Linked DNA regions of Urocitellus parryii: region 2 is linked to region 1. A link is a contact called in public Hi-C data. All regions are on one chromosome and are shown on one strand. The core of a region is the stretch at or near the end of the contact, and the rest is flanking DNA. Distances in the headings are between cores, read along the strand shown.

Evidence for each region. Hi-C and Micro-C count contacts between places; a contact is called where the count stands out from the background.
Region 2: a Hi-C map of liver shows a contact between it and region 1, with 5 times the contacts expected there. The contact joins the promoter of B3gnt2 here to the promoter of Commd1 in region 1. A contact is called at or near these places in 2 of 2 Hi-C or Micro-C datasets (liver and muscle).

The regions. Positions count from the first base shown.
Region 1 is chr12:81,657,216-81,660,768 of mUroPar1.hap1, forward strand. It overlaps Commd1 (copper metabolism domain containing 1), which reads left to right and starts at 1,813. Exons shown (of 3, transcript XM_026387206.2): 1 at 1,813-1,989. The coding sequence starts at 1,813.
Region 2 is chr12:81,884,376-81,888,019 of mUroPar1.hap1, forward strand. It overlaps B3gnt2 (UDP-GlcNAc:betaGal beta-1,3-N-acetylglucosaminyltransferase 2), which reads left to right and starts at 1,314. Exons shown (of 2, transcript XM_026387198.2): 1 at 1,314-1,536.

The DNA of each region.
Region 1 (3,553 bases), core at 563-3,062:
TGTGGTGCTGAGGATCGAACCCAGGGCCCCATACACACAAGGTGAGAGCTCCACTGCTGATCCACAAACCAGCCCATCTCCAGTCCTTTTAAAGAAATATTTTATCTGGAGACAAAGTTTTGCCGAGTTGCTTAAATCCTTGCAAAAGTTGCTGAGGCTGGCTTTGGACTCAGGATCCTTCTGCCTTAGATGCTGAGCACTGGGATTACAGGATTACCACGCCTGGCTGCTAGTACACTCTTATCAAATCATTAATGCAGTATGGGTTATCTGTGAGAGGAGTCTTTGATTTTTCACATAGAAAAACTTTTCATTTAAGACACATTTACATCTTTTGTAAGTCACTGTTTCATATTTATTTGAAAAAAATTTCAGGCACATATTATATGTCTTCTAGTCACCTAGTGTAGTTATCTCTAGACACACGTTGTAATTAATATAATATGAATTATTTCCTTTTTAAAATTCTAAATTATAACCAGGTCGTTATATTAATTTAAAAAACTTTTTTTTTGTAGTTGTAGATGGACAGCATGACTTTATCCTATTTATTTATTTTTTATGTGGTGCTGAGAGTCGAACCTAATGCCTCACATGTGCTAGCTAGGCAAGTGCTCTGCCTCTGAGCTACAACTCCAGCTCCATTACATTAATTTTTGGAGAGTCAATTCATATATTTCCCAATATTTCTCATTCCTCTCTCCCCCAGTCTTTGGCAACTATTACTGTCTCTATGGATTTGCCAATTTTGGACATTTACTACAAAGGGATTATCCAGTATCTGGGTTTTTTTCATTTAGCCAGATACTGGATTTTTTTTTTTTTTTTCATACGAAGGATTGAACCAGGGGTGCTTAAACACCCCAGCCTTTTCTATTTTTTAAATTTTGAGACAGGGTCTTGTTGAGTTTCTTAAGGCCTCCTGCTAAATTGCTGGAGCTAACTTTGAACTCACGATCCTCTTGCTTGAGTCACTGGGATTACAGTTGTGACATCGCACCTTGCTTGGATTCCTTTGTTTAGTGTTTTTAAGGTTCATTTATGTTAGCATGTATCAGTATTTTATCTTTTTTACGCCTGAGGAATAAATGGAATTTTTGTAATTTTATGAAGAGGAAGTTAAATTGTCAATGCATTGCAGGATAGCAAAGAAAGCATTGGCAAAATATTTGTTATGGACGGCAACACTGGATCAGAGCCACTGTCTAGCTGGCTACATAAGATGCATGTCTATAAAAAGGCAATCAAGGGCTGGTGCTGTAGCTCGGTGGCAGAGCACTTGCCTAGATTTGTGAGGCACTGGGTTCGATCCTTAGCACCGTATATAAATAAACAAAAGCATTCTCTCCATACACAACTACAAAAAAAAAATTTTTTTAAAGGTAATCAACAACGAAAGTAAACCAATTATGTCATCAGGAGATAGTTTTATTGAACAATGTTCCATAGGTGAGGTTTAGGCAGCAATTACAGCTGAGTGGTAGATTCCATTCAGTTAATCGGCTGGCAAGTCAAAAAGTTAAACTGGTTAACAAGGGATTTCCATCAAGCAGTCATCCTTTGGATAGGTTTTGGAGTGCTGAAAGAAATCAGCGTGAGTAAAGAAGCCTACATGGAATTGAATGCGTACGCCGGTGGGTGCCCTTCTGTGGGGATGGGTTTTACAGAGCAAAGCTGGAAGCTGCGGTCACTGACCCCTGGTAGAAGGGCCTCAAGGTTCCCAGCGTGCCTTTGCCTGGGCAATTTAGACTCATCTCGGCCGCCGTTAGAGAGCGGCTCTCAGCTGTTTGGGGGGCGGGGCTTTTGCAGACCATGGCGGGCGAGCTTGAGGGTTGCAAGTCTCTGAGCGGGCTGCTGAGCGGCCTGGCCCAGGACGCTTTCCACGGGCACCGGGGCATCACGGAGGAGCTGCTGAGGAGCCAGCTGTATCCGGAGGTGTCGGCTGAGGAGTTCCGTCCCTTTTTGGCGAAGATGAGGGGGATTCTTAAGGTATTGCTCTTCCTGAAGCCTCTGCCACAGAGCCCAGCCCCTTCCTTTCAGCCCTTAGATTCGCCCCAAGCCCCAAGTCTGAAAAGACTTTGCTCTTCAGATTTCTATGTAGTGGGCTCCATTCACATTGCGCCGCTTCAGATCTGAGGAGCTCATTCTGCATCCCGTCTCTTTCCTAAGGGTGACCTCTTTCTGCTCAAGTACTGTCCCCAAGGCTGACTGTCACTCTTTTTGGGTGGTTATCAATTTCGCGTTTCCTCGGCGTTTATGGGCTCTGGACTTTTAAAAATTAAGAGCGCTGGGTTGATCTCCAGCTTTCTAGGTTGTGGACGTTTGAGAGCCTTAAAATGAGCCACTATTTGCTGGCTTATTTAAGGAGTGGATTGGCCAGAATGAACACCTGTTAAGCAGTCAACTGTATGGTTAAGAGCATTTTTACCGATTGGAAGTCAAAATATGGATCAGCCTGCCCCATAAAATTATGTGAAACAAACATAGTAGGTGAAATAATTTTAATGCTTTATTTAGCCCAGTGTTTTCAAAGTATTATCACTTTATATGTAATCAGGATACAAAATATTAAGAATTGTAATTTTTTTCACTAAGTCTTTGAAATCGGTTTGTATTTTGCACTTAAAGCACATATCAATTCTAACTAACAACATTTGAAATGCACAGTAATTGCATGTGGTTAATTATTGTGGTATTGGACAACTTTGGTTTAGACCAAGAAATTAGTCATAGGAATACATCTAGTACCAAAATGTACTTTTGAAAAAGACTTAAAAATAATGCTTTTTTTTTTTTTTGGTGGATTTTGAATGTGTTAGGAACTACACTAAGCATTTTACATGTTACTTCCTTTGTTTTTTGCAAAAACATGGTGAACACTCATTTCATTTCATTTTTTTTTTTTTTTGAAGACAAGGTCTTGTTATGTTGGCCAGGTGGGCCTAGAACTCATGAACCTCCTGCCTGACCTGTGGAGTAGTGGGATTGCATAAACCACTAACAATCCTTCTATTTCTGTTAATTTGTAATCTTAAGTATCAGAGAAGACTTTGTAGAAAATTTGGCATCATACTGAGTTTTGAGTGTTTATTGTGCTTATGGGGATGAGGATAAGGGACTGCATATAGTCATGTTTTGTTGGTCTTAGTACCTTCATATATTGGGGGCTGCTATTCCTCTTTAGGTGGACCATATTTTGATTCTTGGTTTTGTTATGAGATAAAAATTGTGAGATATTCAGAGAAGCGATTGCCCGAAAATTTCCTCCTTTATTTTCTTTTAAATACATTGCTGATTAATATCCAGGATACTTAAGTTTGCTGAGCAATTCTGGGTTGCAATGTTGTCATGGCTCTCTTGGTACTGAGAGAAGGCACCAGAAAATTTGCCTGTGCCTGGTAACATGGTCTTTGTGCAGCTGATTGGTCTGAGGAACCAAGGAAGAAAATCTTTGGTTGTTTAACGTAAAACTGAAACCTCAGGCTCAGGGTGACATCTTCTTTTAATCTTCATTTATCTCATAAGTAGTACTGAAGGTTAAATGTGTAATTTT
Region 2 (3,644 bases), core at 64-2,563, 230 kb after region 1:
CTCTGTGCATCCAGCGACAATGTGCTCTTTAGGTGCTGATGGTGATGATGGATTGAGCTGAATTTGAAGGTACCCGAAATTTCTTACATTAGCAATTCCCTCCCTTTGGCTAACTTCACCTCTTGACAGCTTTCTGAGAAAAAAAAAATAATAATTGCAAATAGTTAATTCCTCAGAACGATTACCCAGAGGGGATCAGCCCAGGGGAGTAAGGACAAGGTGAGGCAGCGCTTGCAGGTGCACCTTGGGCGGGTCTTGCCAGCTAGGCTGGACCTTTCGAACCCGCGCAACTTCTCCATCCGGTCGCGCCAGGTGTCAGCCGGCCGGACTCCTAGTGGCATGTAGTGCTCTGGCGAGACAGCAGGGGCGCTGGGTTAGGAGGACGCTTCGGCGCTCAGAGAGGTCCGGCTGGTGGGTGTGGTTGACGCCTAGCCTCCATCCAGCTTGCTGAGCCGAGCAATGTCGCGAGGGGTCAGCGTTCAGCTATTTGGCTATGCCTAGGTACCTGCATTTTGGACTGCGGCGTCGGGTTAGCAGCCCCGCGCCAGGCACCTTGCATTTCCGGCTTCCTGAGACACGAGGGGGACCTCGAGGAAACCCTCTGCACTTCACTGCTAGGAGGAACAAGACTCCCCCAAAGGTCTTGGGCGGCTTCATAAACCCGAGGATCTTGTGGCAGTGCCCAGTGGGCACCACCCTAGACCTCGGGCATCCAAGAGGTGGCTGCAGGTACTGAGTGGGCATGAAACAAAGGTCACGTTCCACTTTGTCCCTGTACCCGCCCCCCCACCATCTCCCACTGCGGAACGATTTCTAACCCACCCCTGCACCTGAGGGGCTGCTGGGATTCACTCTAGGCCCAGTCACACATAGCCCTGGCCAGGAAAGCTCACTGGGGTCCTCATCAAGTGAGGAAAAGAAATCTCCTTGCATGGAGCGGACTGCAAAGAGGGGCCAACTGAAGACATTTAGGTTAGACCTGAGTTAAAAGTGATTTTTTTAAAGTTTCAAGCTGCCCTGTTTTTCGGGAAGGGTTTATTTCCTAGGGGGTCCCTTTTCTCCAGTGTAACCCCTTGCTTGCTAGGTGTGGACGTAGAGTTCGTTGGGTCCCCGGAAGCCACGGGAAGCACGAGCCTGGGCGGGTCCAGGGAGCCAAGTAGCTGGCCGGCAGGAGACCGGCCTTCCCAAAACTTGGGGCGCTGGGCGGACTCCGGTGCTGGGCGGTGACGCGAGGGGCGGCGCCGAGCCTGATTGGCGCGTCGGTCGGGGGCGGGCCCAGGGCGGGCGCCGAGAGTCAGCCGCGGCGCCGGGAGCCGGAGCCTTGAGAGAGGCGTAGCGGCTGCGGAGGCAACAAGTGCTGGAGGCAAGCCGGAACTGTTCACGCCGCAGACTCCGCCGGGCCGCCCGTCCCGGGCGCCGCGCATGGAGCGTGAGCGGCGGCGGTCGCCGGGCTGAGCCGCGCGGAGCGGCTGGGACGTGGATGAGGCCGAGATCTCCCGCCCCCGCCCCGCCGAGCTGGAGCTGCTCCTGGACAAGGTAGGGCCCTAGCGGGTGGTCACCCCCACCTCTTTTCTTCTCGCTCTTCCCTCCCCCGCTGCTTATCCGGGCCCACTCTGTCCGCCCCCCTCCCAACTCACTCCTCGGGGCCCCGTGACTGGACCCCCTCTTTCCTCCCACCTCCTCTCCAGTTCCGGCTCCATACCGGCGCCCCGGCGGAGGAAACCGTTCCTAAGTGGCTTCTGCCGCATTTACGCTTCTTGCCTTCCGCTGGGGTTTCTGCATCTTCCGAACCCTAGATGAAGAGGATAACGAAACCCCCAGTTGCGCGTCTTTGGAGCCTCCTGCTCCATTCCACACCCACCCCCTGGGGCCCAGGGATATTCCCCCTCCTCTCTGCACCCTAACTTCCGGGGGATCCCGCGCCCTGGGCTGCAGGATTTGGGAAGGGGCTTCTGGGTCGGGGCGTCCTCTTCTGGGGTATCTGGGTATTTGGGGGAGGGGAGCCGTGTGCGATTTCTCTCTGGCACCCCCGCACCCCACCCTCGCACTGCGCTGGTCTCCAGTGCCGCATGGGGAGATCAGGTGTTTTGTGAGCCAGGGAGCCGCCGGCACCCGCTCCCCACCCCCAACCTCTTGCACTGCCACCTCCGGTTCCCCATAGACTGGTTTCTGCGAAACTTAGGGAGAACCTTTCGCTTTGACCTCTAAAAATATTTCCACGCTGCCCGCGTTGAATGATTAACCAGGCTGCTGGTCCGAGACACCGCGAGGGTGGGGGTAGCTGGCAGGCCAGGGAGCGCGCAAAGCCGCTCTCTGAAAAACACCTCTCGGGGAAGGTGGGCGTGGGGGCCTTGGGCTGTCGTGCTGGTCTGGTGGCTGCGGGATGGCAGGTGGACCCTTCTGGAGTTAATAAAACTGAGTCACCTTGTTACTTTCCAGGCCATGGTTTTTTACATTCTAGGTTGGGGAGCCGCTGAACCCCCTCTTTACCCATCAAGTGGAGGAACAGACAAGAAATCCCCCACAAGTGTCACAGCGTGAAAGGTCGTCTTTAAAAAAAACATTACATACATTTATAACCTCGGTTGTTGATGGGAAGGCTTTCTCCTCCCTAAAACGTAGGGATCGTTTGTCTTGGCTCCCCTCCCTGCATGGCCGCCTCAACCTCCCCGACTTCGTAGACGTTGTTTAGAACAATTATTCTCCTGCCCCTCCCTTTTTAGAGCCTCGTCTGTCAAGTTGCGAAGCCAGTTGTTGAATATGGGCTCCTACTTGTTTTAACAAATTCTTCCAGTGTAATTATTTGTGCCTCGGGAGGTGATGGGATGGTTAACGAGGTGGCGACTGGGCCAGGACTGGGAGTGGGAAGGTGGGACTGACTGATCGAGTATGTGTGTGTGGGGTCTCTTGTGCTGTCTCATGGTCGCCTGTAGATCTGACAGCTGACCTGGAGGGAGGGTAGGTCACTTCCCTCTGCCCTAGTGCCTGCTTCTGCTTCTTTTGAATAGAGGTTATTAAGCCTGATGGAATTTGGGAGAATTTTACGTAGAGCCCGTGTGCTCTTAAACCAGATTAGATTTTAAGACCAGAGAGGTGAAGGAGCCCTGTTAAGAACTCTGCTGGAGTAATTTGAGTAACCCTTTTCCGCCCTGCCCAGCCTTCACAAACGTGTTTATCATAAGACCTTCTGTTAGAAACTCTTTTTTCAGTGTGGAATATTGCTTTTTTCCTTGGGACCCTCTCTGCAGAGGGACTCACTTCTCTTAATTTAGTTTTCTGTATGTATGTTTGTATGTATGCAGATGGTGTATGTATGACCAAAGCCCTAATTCTCCGTTAAATTTGAGTTCCCACCCTCTCTTTTCACTAGTCTTGGTTTTGCTACAGAGGGTTCAGTGACATAGGGCGAATTGTTTTTCATCGGAGCCTTATTTCCCATATCTGGTTTTGGGGATGGTAGTGTCTGCCCTAAGAGGCTCTGTTTGAAGACATGTAGGATGATTTCCTACTCCTGTCATTGGCCCCTTGAAGTTATGGAGGCTTTAATGAGGGGTCCTGGTGCAATTAATATAGAATTTCCTCCTGGCATCAACTTCCTTTTACCCAAAACTGTGGGAACAGTTAGATTTGTCTGAGGATGAAAT